Regions from separate parts of the Muntiacus reevesi genome. Here region 1 is linked to region 2. A link is a contact called in public Hi-C data. All regions are on one chromosome and are shown on one strand. The core of a region is the stretch at or near the end of the contact, and the rest is flanking DNA. Distances in the headings are between cores, read along the strand shown.

What was found. Hi-C and Micro-C count contacts between places; a contact is called where the count stands out from the background.
Region 1: a Hi-C map of muscle shows a contact between it and region 2, with 4 times the contacts expected there. The contact joins the promoter of TMEM129 here to the promoter of UVSSA in region 2. A contact is called at or near these places in 2 of 3 Hi-C or Micro-C datasets (blood and muscle).

Annotation. Positions count from the first base shown.
Region 1 is chr22:866,314-873,085 of mMunRee1.1, forward strand. TMEM129 (transmembrane protein 129, E3 ubiquitin ligase) reads right to left here and starts at 2,160. Exons shown (of 4, transcript XM_065914221.1): 1 at 1,821-2,160; 2 at 1-450. The coding sequence starts at 2,025. TACC3 (transforming acidic coiled-coil containing protein 3) reads left to right here and starts at 2,291. Exons shown (of 16, transcript XM_065914219.1): 1 at 2,291-2,712; 2 at 4,264-4,426; 3 at 4,593-4,735; 4 at 6,024-6,772. The coding sequence starts at 4,265.
Region 2 is chr22:616,213-623,047 of mMunRee1.1, forward strand. It overlaps UVSSA (UV stimulated scaffold protein A), which reads left to right and starts at 1,512. Exons shown (of 14, transcript XM_065914010.1): 1 at 1,512-1,665; 2 at 2,506-2,605; 3 at 3,613-3,943; 4 at 4,585-4,705; 5 at 5,461-5,757; 6 at 6,488-6,600. The coding sequence starts at 2,508.

The DNA.
Region 1 (6,772 bases), core at 910-3,409, 250 kb after region 2:
GGTTGGCGCTGGCCACGCGGATGGTGAGGAGCTGCACGGGCAGGTTGGAGTCTGGGGCGAGGTCGTGCTGCTGGGACTCCGTCACGGTCAGGTGCACGTCCTGCTGCTGGGCCACGTGCACGCGGTACGTGGTCACCTTCATCACCCACGTGTCCGTCACGATCACTCGGGCACCCGGCACCCCCGTGGCAAACTTGTCAATCCGCCGGAACTCCGTGTTCACGGAGGAAGCCACTGCCCGCCAGCCCGACCGTGGAAGGGCATAGAGGGCCAGGGTGCGGGCCAGGGGGTGGCGGGCCCACTGGTCCTGGGACCAGTAGTAGATCAGGGTGCAGGCGAGAGCGGGCAGCATCAACGCTAGCAGGAGGAAGGCCCGCCAGGTTTCCGGGGTCTGGCTGGGGTAGTAGAGCTGCTTTTCCGGGGCTGCGAAGCACATGCCCACATAGTAGCCTAAAAGGGATGGGGCAAGCTTCAGCAGAGGTTGGGACTGCCAGGCTGCCAGCCTCCCCAGGTCATGTCCACAATGCTGTCCCTGTCCCTTGGGGGGGTTCCGGGGAGGCCTCTTCCTTTAATGCCCAGCCTTGGGTCTGGCCCTCTGCCAGGGCCAGCTCCCAGGGCAAGGCCATGGTGCCCCAGGGCAGGTGGGCCTTGCCCAGCTCCATAGCTGACTCAACTGAGTACTTGTCCAGTGAGCAGAAAACATTTCCATCTTACTACTTTAGTTTTCTACAAACCACATATGAGTAGAGGAAATAAAATGAGAAAATCCTAGAAAAGCAAAAAGAAGCACAAGGATCTGGTGTCACCTCATGCAGAGCTGCCCACAGGCCGTCCTAGGCCTGGATCTCAGCCTCCGGATCCCGCCTGCTCTGAGGAAGCAGACCAGAGTCTGGCCCATCCCAGACCTGGGACGTCCTGTACCAGACAGTAAACGAAGACTGACAAGAGCGTGTCACCCAGGCCCCTGGTGGCCAGATGGGGGCCAATCTGCATGTCAAAATTAACAAAGTAGACAGTGACCTGCAGGAAAGGTTTGAAGTTGAGAACATAGTAATAAATGCTATTGATCAAACTGATACATAATAAGTAACTCATGTGGCAATAATTAACACTTCTCTGAAGTTTCAAAAGGGCTTTTCTAGGACTTCCCAGGTGGTGCAGTGGATAAACATCTGCCTGCCAATGCAGAGGACATGGATTTGATTTCTGGTCCAGGAAGATTCCACATGCTGCAGAGCAACTAAGCCCGGGAGCCACAACTACCGAAACCTGGGTGCTCCAGGGCCTGCAACAGAGCATCTCCCACTCTCCGCAACTAGAGAAAGACCTCGCGCAACAGTGAAGACCCAGTACATCCATGAATAAAATTATATTTTTTTAAAAAGGCTGGGGGTGGGGGTGGGGGCCTTCCCTAGTGTTCAGTGGCAAAGATCCAGCCTGCCAATGCAGGAGATGCGGATTCTATCCCTGGGTCAGGAAGATCCCCTGGAGGCGGAAATGACACTCGACTGCCGTCACCCTCTCTGCCTGCCATTCCCGCACCCACCTTCCAAGGATTGGGATAGGCCACCCCTAGGGGTATCAGTTAACTCATACCCCGACTCGAGGGACCTGTCCCCCGAGAGCCAGCTCACCACCTGCCCCAGTGAGCAGAGCACCCCCTTCCCCAAGGTTCTGAGCCCGCCTCTCTGCCGAGTAGCTGCAAGGGGCAGCACTTCCCCGAGCACACGGGCGCTCCGCCCGCTGCCTCGGCTCTCCAGCACGGGAGGCCGCCCCCCGTCCCTCCCGCTCCGAGTCCCGGAGGTCGGCCCCGGGCTTACCGAGGGGCAGCAGTGAGTGGCACAGCAGCGTGGCGGCCGTGCGGCGCTGGTGATACGGCACGAAAGCGGCGTCCTCGCTGCCCAGCCAGCCCGACAGCAGGTTCTGCACCGTGAGCCCGGCCGAGTGGAACTCGGTGGGGGTGAACACGAAGCACACGGCGAACACCAGGTAGGCCAGCGTGAAGGTGACCTCGGGGCTGTCCATCGCGCCGCCGTCGCCGCCGGGAAACCGGCCCGGCGAGGCCCGCCACCCAGCACAGCGTCCGGGTCCGGTAGGCACCCGGTGGCGCGGGGCGCTCTGGGAAACGGAGTCCCTGCCCTCGGGGCACTCGCAGGGCCCTCTGGGAGATGGAGTTCCGCGGAGTATTTTGGGAAATGAAGTTCCCGGGCTCCTCGTTCGGCCCCACTTGGCGAGCCGCCGCTACAGTTCTCGCGAGGGTTTGGCTTTTCCACACGACCCGCTTGGGGGCGGTGCTGCACTCGATCCCATTGCCCAGCTGGGGAAACTGAGACTCGGGGGAGAGGCGCTCGGGCCCTGATTTCCGCGCAGCCCAGGCGCGTCCGCAGCAATTCCCGGGATTCTTGGGCGACGGCGGCCCCCGCAGCCACCATCCACCCGCGTGCGGCCTTTCCTCTAGGCGCATCAGGCCGGCCGCATTTACTGAGGAATCAGTCGTCCGCCGCGCCCAGCGTGCCCTCGCCCCGGAAACGAAACCTCCTAGTGGGCGTGGTCTAGCGTTCTGCCTCCCATTGGCTGTCGGCGCCCCGCGCCCCGCCTTAGCCGCGCGCTGATTGGCCGCTCTCGCCAACCGTCGGTATTTGAATCGGCGGCGGGCAGAGGGGCTCGCGGACTCGGCGCCTCCCACCCTGGGCTCCGTGTAGCGGCCGACAGGTAAGGGGGCGACGGCGGCAGCGGTGGGGTCCCGGCTCGGGGGTCCGGACATGCCTCTAGCCGGGCCTTAGGGCTCTGTCGGCCTGGGTCTGCCTGCCGCGCTGGCGACCCCACCCAGACCGGGGCCCTTGCCGCCTCCGGCTCCGCCCTCCTCGCGGTCTGGGCCGTTCTCCCGCCGCTTCCTCAGGGTCCCCTCCCGCCTTCCTCATCCCGCCGACCCGGCCGCAACCGGGAGCAGAGCAGATGGGGCTCCCGCCCCCGCGTCCCGAGACGCCCGGTGACTCCGAGCCTGAGTATACGCGCGCTCGCTGCCCTGCGTCCAGCGCTGCCCTCCCGATCCCCGCCCCTCTGGGTGCAGCCCCACCTGGACCCATCGCCGACTCCTGCTGCACCTGATTCCGCAGACCCCGCTCACCCTAGGTCCCCAGTCCCTCCCCGCCTCCCTGGCCAACCCTCCTCTACTCAAAAGACTCCTCCTCTTGAGCAGAAGCCCTCATTATTAGTAGAAGCCAAACTGCGGAGGGCTGCCGTCATTGTTCCCGCACCTTCCCCAGGCCAGGGGGCGTCTGTCGGAAAGCCGTCCTCTAAGTCTTCTATGTCCTGTGTCGTGCAGCCATCCAGCCCCCTCCCCTGTTTACCCAGTTGTTCAGGCCAGACCTCACAGTGAGTGGCCCCTGGCTCAGGCTCATTTTTCCCCTCTCCCCATGCAGTGTGTGAGCCTGCTGCCAAGGGGAGCTGACCAGGCTGCCCCTGACCCAGTGCCAGAGCCTCTGACTCCCCCCCTTCCCTCCTACCCCTCTTGTCCTCCACAGGCAGCCCCTACCCCCAAGCCCTTCGAGGTGGCTTGTCACCCTGACCTCACCTCTTTTTCAAGCCATCCTTTCTCCCCCTGCCCCAGCCACCTGGCCTCAACCAGTCCCCAGGGTCCCCACCACCAGCGAATACCTACCTGTAGTGTCCCCTCGAGGAGAATGCCCAGTTCTCTGGTGACTCCTAAGTTGGGAACGCCGCGGCACTGACCATCATGAGGGCCTCCGGAAGGAGGAATGAGACGCTCCTGGAGGCCCCTGATGGGGAAACTCAACTCCCCACAGGTGACTTGACACCTGCTGCTCGTTCCCTTCTCCAGCTCCGCCTCGGCCGTGCTGCCGGGCCCTGTTACATTTCTGTTCTCCACAAACTCGGCAGCTGCTCCACCTGATGAAGGGGCCCAGGCTTCCTCTGCCGCTTCAGTTTCATCACAGATCAGCCCTTATCTGTCTCTGAAGTTTTACCCACAAAGTTCAAGTTGTTTTCATCACCTGAGCCTGCCCTCCTGCCCTGTGAGCTGAAGGCTCCTCCGGCTCTTACTCCTGGGAGGTGACAGCTCTCCCGGAGCAGGATGGGGATTGCCTGGCAGAGGACACATGGCCTGACGTCTGACCCACCTGTGCCGAAGGGGGACATCTCCCTGCAGCACCGTGGGGCCAGCCCTGTCACTGTCACCTGTGAGCGTCCAGGCAACAGAGGGTCACTGCCCACCTCCTGACACCAAACTCTCTGCTTTTCCAGAATGAGTCTGCATATCTTCAGTGACGAAAATGTCACTGGTGACAAAAGTACAGAAAGTTGCGACTTCCTGTTTTCACCACCGGAACTTCCCGGAAGACCGTCTGTTCTCCGCCTGTCACAGAAGGAGAATGTGCCACCGAAGAGCACAGCCAGAGCTGCGAAGGTGAGCACGTCGGGCCCCTGTGTTCCATCTACCGTGTCCCTCGAGAGGTTGCCCTGCCACCTGCTTTCCTGGCAACATCCTGAGCTACCCGGGCAGGGCACGGTGCTGCCAGAGGGGTGTCGAAGACTTGAATTATTGAACAGGTGCCCTCTTTTCTACCCAACAGGTGACTTTTCAAACACCTCTGCGGGACCCACAGACACACAGGATCTTAAGTCCCAGCGTGGGCAGCAAGCTCGAAGCCTGTTTTGCTCTGGGCGACCCCATTGGATTAGAAAACTGCCACCAAGTCTGTCCCCAGAAAGAGAAGTAAGTGTGGGGTTGTTTGATGTACTGCATGGCCCAGAGCACCTCCGAAATCGTTTGTTACTGGAAAAGGGAGCAGTGAAACAGAGGAAGTGTGAACTTTACATTCCGCTTCTCTGTTGTGCCCTTGCCAGCAGATTGATGTTGGTTCTTGTTCTTCTAACTTCCTGAAGTGCCCTGGCCGAATCTCCAGAGAGGGCGCTCTGGCTCTGCTGCTGTGTCAGCAGCCGTCAGGACTCTCCTTCTGTGCTCACAGCCAGCCCGGGAGAGGACCGTGGACAGGCCTTGCTGCTGAAGGCACAGGGGCTGGCTGTTGTGCCGTCCGGTCTGACGGATCCGGTTGGAAACACTTGACTTTGACCAGCAGGTGCTTCTTTGCAGCCTCACCTGGCATTAGGTGTCTGGCTGGGTGTGGTGGTCAGCTCAGTGAACACCTGGGCTTTCTTGCCTCTGTCTGAAGACAGGGACCCTGGTGGTGGCTTTTCACCCCAGATTTGGCTGAATTTACCCAGCGAGTGCCCCCAAGGGACCCACTGAATCCAGAGTGGGAAGGGGCCTCGCTGGCATAAAAGTCAGCCTCATTCTGACTTTTGCCGACTTACACAGTTTAAAGCTTAAACAGATTTTAGATGTGCAGAGAAAGGTATAAAAGCAAAATATCTCTAGCATACCCTTCACCTCTTGCTCAAGTAAGATGTCCCCAGGCGGCATTTCCACCTCCCCTTGGATGGAAATTTTCCTTGCACCTGACTCCCCTCTACCCAGGTCTCCTTGCTGCTTTTCAACCTCAGGTGTTTACTTTTCTGTTTGAAATTCAGCTGAATGAGATTAGAGTGAGTCAAATACTGTCGTTTCATCAGAGCCCAAAGAGGAGAGGGAGGCCAGGCTGCTGAGACGCCGGCTCTGAGCTGCTCCAGCCACAGGGAGCCGGGGTCCTGCTCCTCCTGAAGGCCGCAGCCTCAACCTGGCCTTTCTCTCTCCAGTGGGAAGGCTGACCCTCGTGTGCACTGACTGTCCCTGACCACGTGGCTGGTGGTCCCCAGCCAGAAGGGGGAAGTGGGCTGGTGTGGGGAAGCTCAACTCTGATCGTCGGCGGTCAGGCTTCTGCTCTTATCTCCTGTGTCTCCAGGGCCCGCCAACACTGACTTGTGGGAATGTTCTTGTGAAAGCTGATCCCAAGGAGGGCGTTGACAGAATGCTTATTTGTGTATTTAATGTTTTCACATGGACTAAAATCTAACTAAAGTCCTAACTGGTTCCTTAGTGTTAACTAAGTTTGCTTTCTGAAAAGCCAACAGTTCACCAAGGAAAGAGACACCAAAACAACCCATGGAATTCTCCAGAAGCCAGTACCGGCCGACACCGAGCCCCCCTCAGAGGACGTGAGACCAGCTTCCGAAGACCAGCCTCCTGGTGGGCCCCCCTCAGCTCCCCTGGTCAGCCTGGGTCCCTCAAGCTCTTCCCAGATCCCAGAGAGTGTGGAAAGCCCCGAGGCCTCCCGAGGCCCAGCGCCCGGCAGCCCCGAGTGCGCCCAGGAGGAGCACGTCCCCCCGGGGCCCTCAGAGGAGCGCATGCCCCTCGGCCCCGCGGCTCCAGAACAGCCCCCCAAGGTGGCATCCCGGGACACGGCAGAGGACCCGCTCAGCGCTACGGGAGGGGACTCAGAAGGCGTCCCTGCTCCCCCTGCTGGGCCCACCTCACCCTCTGGTGCCCACCCTGGAGAAAAGCCCCTCATGGACCTGCCTGGAGAGGCCCCCATGGGCCCCACGGATGCCGCTGGCAGTGAGAACATGGCCCTGACCAGCCCCGGAGAGGCCGCAGGGGACACACACCCTGGTGCTTGGAGGGAGGAGGCCGGTGGCCAGGCCGCCGGCTCTCTGAGGAGCGGGCCCATCCGGCTGGAGTTTGACTTCTCTGACGCCACCAGCAGAAGGCCGCCCCCACTGCGGAAGCGAGGGAAGACCCTGGGTCTCAAGCCCCCCTTGAGGAGAGCAGAGGCGAGGCCCGGAAAGGCCGCCCAGGAGGCGAGCAAAGGTTGTG
Region 2 (6,835 bases), core at 262-2,761:
TGGTCTGTTAAAGTCTCTGGCTTCACCGTGGGATGGGAGCCGATGAAGGGGCAAGGAGATCACACCATCTGACTAGCCTCTAGGGGGTCCTTCTAGCTGCGGCGAGGTGAATGGTCTCTAGGGGGCAGGCGAGCGCAGAGGTGACTGCGGGGACCGGCTGAGGGTGTGGCAGGGGCCTGGCGGTGGCGGTAGAATGTCCAAGTGCGCAGATTCTGAACTCCCTCTGAAGGCGGGGCTGTCTGGACATCTGAGCTGGGGGAAAGGAAGAGGGGTCCAGGGGGCCTCCGAGGTCGTTGGCCCAAGCGCGTATAAGGACAGAGGACCCCCCATCGGCTGAGACGAGTGGGCGGTGGGGCAGAGAGGGGTCTGCAGGAGAGGGCCGCGGAGAGGAGTCCAGGGGGCGAGCTGGTGGCGGGGAGGGGCTTCTCACGGGAAACGCCCTGTGGCCGCAGAAGGGAGACCCGAGGCGGGGGCCGGCGGCCACTTCTTCCGCTTTTTAATTGGTTTTGCCTCGTTTTTCGTTCCTCCCCCTCCCCCCGCTTTCTTAATAGCTGTTTATTAAGCTGTAATTCACATACCACAAGAGTCACCCTTCGCAAAGGTCCGACTCGACATTTCAGCACAGAGGCGAGGCTGGGTAACCGCCACCCCTGATCCCGGGCCCCCCGCCGCTCCCTCCGCTCGGGGTCCCCCTCTTCCGGGCGTTCCGTGCCGGCGGTACCGCACGGTCCAATCGGCGGCCTGTTCTCCGTCCCAAGACGGGAGCCCGGCGCGTCGGGCACCGCCGCCCGCGGAGGGGCGCGGGCCCGTCGGCCGCCTCTGTCCGACCCGGGCCCCCGCGCACACCCAAGCTGCCGCTCGCCGGTCCGTGCGGGCGCCGCGAGCCTGGGGAGCCTCCCGCGGGCCCGGCTGCGGCGGGCGTCCGAGCACGCGGGGCCGTCAGGCCTGGGGGCGCCCCTGCCGCGGCCTCGGGAGGACCAACGCCCAGCCCCGCGCCGGTCCCGCACCCGGGACGAGCCGGGAAGGGTCTTCTAGGGAGGGTCACCCGGGCCGGGCTCCCCGCGCTGCCCACGGACCTGGGAGGGCGCTGCCAGCGAGGGCGTCCGCCCAGGCCCCGGCCCGGGGAGCCCTCTCGGAAGCGCCAGGGGGCAGCGTCCCCCGCGACGTGGAGAACTGCGCCCACCTGGTGGCCCGGAGCCGAGGAGCCGCCACGCTTCCGGCGCCGACGCCGAAAAGCCGAGCGCGCACCCCCAGTCGGGCCCGGCCCAGACCACGCGCACGCGGCCCCTTTAAGGCCTTGCCGCGCCCGCCCGCCTCCTTTTTTCTCGAGCGTCGTAAGCCCCACCCCACCCCCTCGGTCGGGAGCGCGCTTGCGTCACAGCGCAAGTCTCGGCCCTGACCCCGCGTCCACGCCTCGGGGGTCCAGGCGGGCCTCCGCTCGCGGCGCTTGGGTCACGTGACAGCAGGAGGGCGGTGCCTGTGCCGGAAGGGGCGGGCTAACCAGAGAGCGGCCGCCCAGCCGGCTAGACGGGGCTTCGGCCGGTCAGACATTCGCCCCTGCTCCGCCAGGGCCAGGGCCGGCCAATGACTGTCGTGATCTGGAGCACGTGATGGGGGCGGGCCCCTCGCCGGAAGGGCGGGCTGAGGCGAGCGGCCGGTAGCGCGGTAGGTGGGACTGAGGGGCGGCCGAGGGGCCGGGGTCGGAGTGCAGCCGTTTCTCGGGTTCGCCTCCTGCGTCCCCCGCCCCATGATGCCCCCGCCGCGTCCTTCTCTGGACGCCGCCCTCTTCGGTCCGGCCGCGCCCCGGACTTTAGGACGGGGACTCGTCGACCCCGACTGGCCCGAGGGCGGCGGGGCGCTGGGGCTCTGCTCCGGAGGGCGGGCCTGTCCCGGCGGCCGAGCGTCGGCGAGGGCAGACGGTACTGTTGGTGGGAGACGCGGCGGACCGCCGGTCGTCCTCGCCACCCCCGACTCCTGCGGCCCCGGCCCTCTCCCTGCGGCGCGGGCTCCTCGGCTTTCTCCATACCCGCCTGTGGCGGCTGCCCGCGGGCAGATCGAGTTGCAGCAAATCGCCCTCCGGGTCTAGAGGCCACCCTGTGGCTTTCGGAGGGATGGTCAAGCTGGCGGGGAAGAGGTGCGCCTGCTGTCCTGCGGGAAAGCTTACTTGAGTGTAATTCAGGCCGTTCTGGTCCTTGCCTTCCCGCCGAGCGTGACTGCGTGCTCCGTGGCTCTCGCTGGCGGTCTCAGATTGTAGACTTCCAGAGCACCGTTCTGTTGTTGCCCTTTTCCTAATTACCATCAAAAATGTCTTGTTGACCCAGCCCGGAATCTCACCTTGAATTAAGTTTCAGCAACACGGGGTCAGAGGTCAGGTCGCAAGGACTTTTCAGCGTTGTGCCTACACCCTGTGCCCAACACATTGTGGAACCCAGCGAACATCTAATAAAGCCCAGAGCTGTGAAATACTAGGTGGTCGTTTAGCGTCTCTTCGTTTCCTGTTTCTAGATATGGATCAGAAACTTTCAGAGTTGGTAGAAGAACTCACAACTTCAGGAGAGCCCCAAGTGAACCCCGAGAAAATGAAGGAACTGAAGAAAATTTGCAAGTATGTCTTAAGGCTCAAGGTCTCAGCAAACCTGTGACAAGCCTAGGAGATTGTGGGGCTACTCTGGGGTCAGCTGTCTGCTGCCTGTCCCTGTGATCGCTTCTCTGCTGGGAAAGAACTGGCAAACGAGCATCCCCAGGACATCTCCCCAGGGCCCTGCAGGGCTTGGTCCTGTTCTGGGGCAGCAGTTCCAGGCAGGGGTGTGCAGCGTTAGGGAGAACAGGTCTGTTCCATTCTCTGTGTGGGTGCCTATCTTTGAGCGCATGTGTATGATTTAACGGTTACTTAGTGTTGGAACATGTGTGGGAGGAAGGTTAGAGGTCACAGAGGTGGACTCTTGTGTTGGGGGGGAGGTCCTGTCTGTTTTTGGACACCACTCTTAGCCAAGAGCTTCTCAGGTGCTAGCAACAGAAGTGAGGATATTTATTGGTTATTCTTATCATGTGATTACAGAACAGAACTTAAGTGATCATTTAAGTGATAAGAATTGACATTTTGGTAAAATGGTGACTCAGGTCAGGTTTTGCTGCATTCCCTGAAAACCCCCAAAGAGCAGGGCATTCGGGGTGGGGAGGGTGAGGATAGCTGGGAAGAGGAACAAAAGAGGGGTTGCTGTGTGTACACCTCCCAGGGTGGCTCCCAGAAGGCCACAGAGCTTTCCAGGAGGGCTGGGGGGCGGGGGTGGTCTCCCTTTGGGTTGGGGTCTCTGCACCGCTGCTAGCTGTGGGCCGAGAGTCCTTCAGGCCCTGTGGGCACTCGACTGTGGATGGGCAGTCAGCCGGCCGAATGACCGAAAGCGCCTGGCTGGGTCTCAGTGAAAGTGTGAGCGCTGACACCACCTCGTAGGGTTCTTGTGTCAGGAAATGTGTTTTTCTGTTCATCTGATGAAGGTAGTAAAAGCTTTGCTTGTGGGCCACCCAGCACAGGCAGGGCCCGTCTGACCCGGGGGAGGGCGGGCGGCTCTGGAAGGGTCCGTGTCCCTGCCACCACCGGGGCTGTGTCTCCAGGTCCTCAGAGGAGCAGCTTGGCCACGCCTACCACCTGCTGATGACCCAGCTGAGCCAGGAGCATGCGGAGATCCGCCTCTCCGCCTTCCAGGTCCTGGACCAGCTCTTCGCCAGGTCTCACCAGTTCAGGACACTGGTCGTTTCCAACTTCCAGGAGTTCTTGGAGCTCACGCTGGGCACTGACCATGAGCGGCCCCTGCCACCCCCCAGGGAGGTGGCACAGAGGCTGAGGCAGGCGGCCACCCGGGCCGTCCGTGGCTGGAACGAGAAGTACGGCGCAGCGTATAAGAAGCTGGCCCTAGGCTTCCACTTCCTAAAGCACAGCAAACAGGTGGGCAAGCCCTGCACTGCACCGCCCGGCCTGTGGGGTCTGGGCGGGGTGGGGGTGGTCTGGCGCCGGAGGAGCAGCTGTGAGGGAAGAGCCTCAGCTCGGCCCCGCGTGCACGTGGGGCTGAGCCTTTGGCCCTGGTTTCCACAAGATGAAAAGGAGCGTGAGAGTCATCTGCTCAGACACAGCCCTTTTCTCTGCCGGGCTCTGCGCTTGGGCCTGGCCAGTCTGGGTGGATGACACCTGCTAGGACCGGTACTGCCCCCTCCTTCCCACCCGCTCCAGGCCTGTGGCTGCTGCCCCCTTCCCGCTGCCCCCTGGGGTCCCCTCGCGCTTTGTTCTCAGGCCCTTGGGTCTGGCCAGCAGCCTCCCTTCCCACCTGCAGCATGTTTGTGACTAGAAGCCTTTTTACCTGACTTTACCAGGATACGCCGATAGCTGTGTCCATCCTGGGGTGTAGTGTTGTCGTCGAGTGTGTTACTCGGTGTGTTAAAGCAGCAGGTGTGAACTTGAGATGATAGCACTTCTGCCCGTGGTGCTTCTGAGGATAGTGGTGCTGCTGTGTCTTCTGTCAGGCCTGGTTGCAAGTGACGTTTTCGTTGGATTCTTTGTAGTTGGGTCTGACCTTTAGCTAAACTTATCAGGTAGATTTCCAAGACTCGGATGCTCGCACTCTGGCAGAAAGAAAACGAGCAGAAGAGAAACAGAAGCGCTTGGACAGAATCTACAAGGAAAGGTCTGAGTGGGCAGCGAGGGAGATGGAAGGTGAGCTTTGGGGAATGGGGGTGCCGCTCCCCTCCCCTCTTGCTGCTCCTTGCCAGGCAGGAGCTCAGGTCCATGCCCAGCGGTGCACCCCTGTCCCAGGGCCTGCTCTGGGAGTTTGGTGGCGGAGGGGGGGAAGGAGGAGGCCGGAGGTCAGCTGACCTCGTAGCCACAGGAAGACCTAGATCCCCGGGCACCTGGCACCCTGCAAGGAACTGCCAGGACCATGGGCACAGGGGTCGCACTGGAGGAGGTGCCGGCTGCGGCTCACTGGGGGTTGGGGGCAGGTGGGTAGACAAATTGGATGGAGTTGGTTCAAGTTGAGGGCGGGGGAGGCCCCCTGCAGGCCGTCTACCCTGTCCTGCGGCCCTGACGGCCACGCTGCAGACCCACATCCCACGGTGGCCTGAGCGTCGCTGTCCATCCGACCCCGACAGCCACCACCTGTGGTCTTGCCCGTCTCCCCAAATTCCTGTGCCAGCCCTCCCTGTGGGGGCACCCAGGGCCGGGAGCACCTTGAAGGGCGGGGGTCAAAGACCCTTCCAGAAGCCTGGCCTCAGGAAGGCCGCAGAGCCGGGGAATCCCGCGGGCAGCCACAGCCAGAGTGGGCAGGTGGGGCAGAGCTGAGCTCGACAGGGAGCGGCCAGGAGTGCTGTCCAGGGGGCTCTTGCTGGGCACGGCTGAGGGTGTCGCTGCGAGTGTCCCGGAGTGGTCGGCACTCCTGCCGGGGCTGAGCGAGCCGTGTCCCGTCCTCCTAGAGATGTCCGCGGAGATCCGGGGCTGCCTCACCGAGCTAGAGAGCTGCTTCCGACTGCTGCTGCCCTTCGACCTCGACCTGGTGCCCCGGGCCGCCGGGTGCCCTGTGCCTGAGGAAGGCAGCAGGGACGAGGAGCAGCCCTGCTGCAGCAAGAGCCTGCCCGCCTGCGCACGCCGCCCAGGAGCCGTGGGCACGGGAGGGCCGCCCCCGGAGGACGGGGACGGCGACCCGGACGGGTTCGTGCGGCAGCACGGGCTGGGCTCCCGCCAGTACACGCTGGCCGTGGACCTTTCCCCAGGTAGGGCTGCCCGCACGCTGGGCCGCCGGGGCCACGGGCCCAGGGCGCTTCCGGTGCTCGGGCCTCTCGGGCTGTGAGGCAGGCGCAGGAGGGGACTCCGGCGTGGGGGCCGCGGGGCGCCAGCCCTCTGACATGCAGGGCTCCCCGGCCCGGGCCAGAGGGCGGCTGGGGGAGGAATCGAGAAAAACAGTTTCCTGGCACGTTTGTGACAACATGGGCCGTGACCACACTGGCACCGTGGGGCTCCTGCATCCCAGCCCCGTGGGCGAGAGGCACTGACCGTCTGTCCCGCCCCACATGGCCCGGGCCCCTCCGGCGGGGTGAGGCTGAGGCTGGAGGTCACGTGGCCTCCGCAGCCACAGGAAGGCCTGGCCCACCGGGCACCCTGAGCCCTGCAGGGAAGCGTCAAGGCCTGGACACAGGGGTTGCGCTGGAGGGGTGCCGGCTGAGGCTTGCTGGGTGGCAGAGCTCACGGGGAGGCCCCGGGCCGAGGGCCGGGTGGGGCCTCCATCCCGAGGGCAGTGTGGGCGTGGGGCGGTTGGTCCCCTGACTTCACGGCCTGGAGAGGGGCTTTGGGGTCAGGCTAGATCCGCTGTGGCCAGAGCCACAAGACAGTCTCCTGGACCGGCAGGTTGGGTGCCGGGTGATGAGTGGCTGGCGGGTGGGCCCGTCTGGGGTACCCCGTGACCTGCCTGGGTGGTGGGCCCTCCGACGACTGCGTTTCCCGCAGAGAGTCTGAGGGTGCGGGAGAACGAGGACAACGCGGCCGTCATCCGTGCCGCGCAGGATGCGCTCAGGCTCATCCAGAACAAGCTCCTGCCAGCCGCACGCTCCTGGGTCCAGGTGGGTTCCTGGGTCCGGGTGTGCTCCTGGGTCAGGGCAGGCCCCTGGGTCCGGGTGTGCTCCTGGGTCAGGGCAGGCCCGTGGGTCCGGGTGTGCTCCTGGGTCAGGGCAGGCCCCTGGGTCCGGGTGTGCTCCTGGGTCAGGGCAGGCCCCTGGGTCCGGGTGTGCTCCTGGGTCAGGGCAGGCCCCTGGGTCCGGGTGTGCTCCTGGGTCCAGGTGTTCTCCTGAGTCAGGG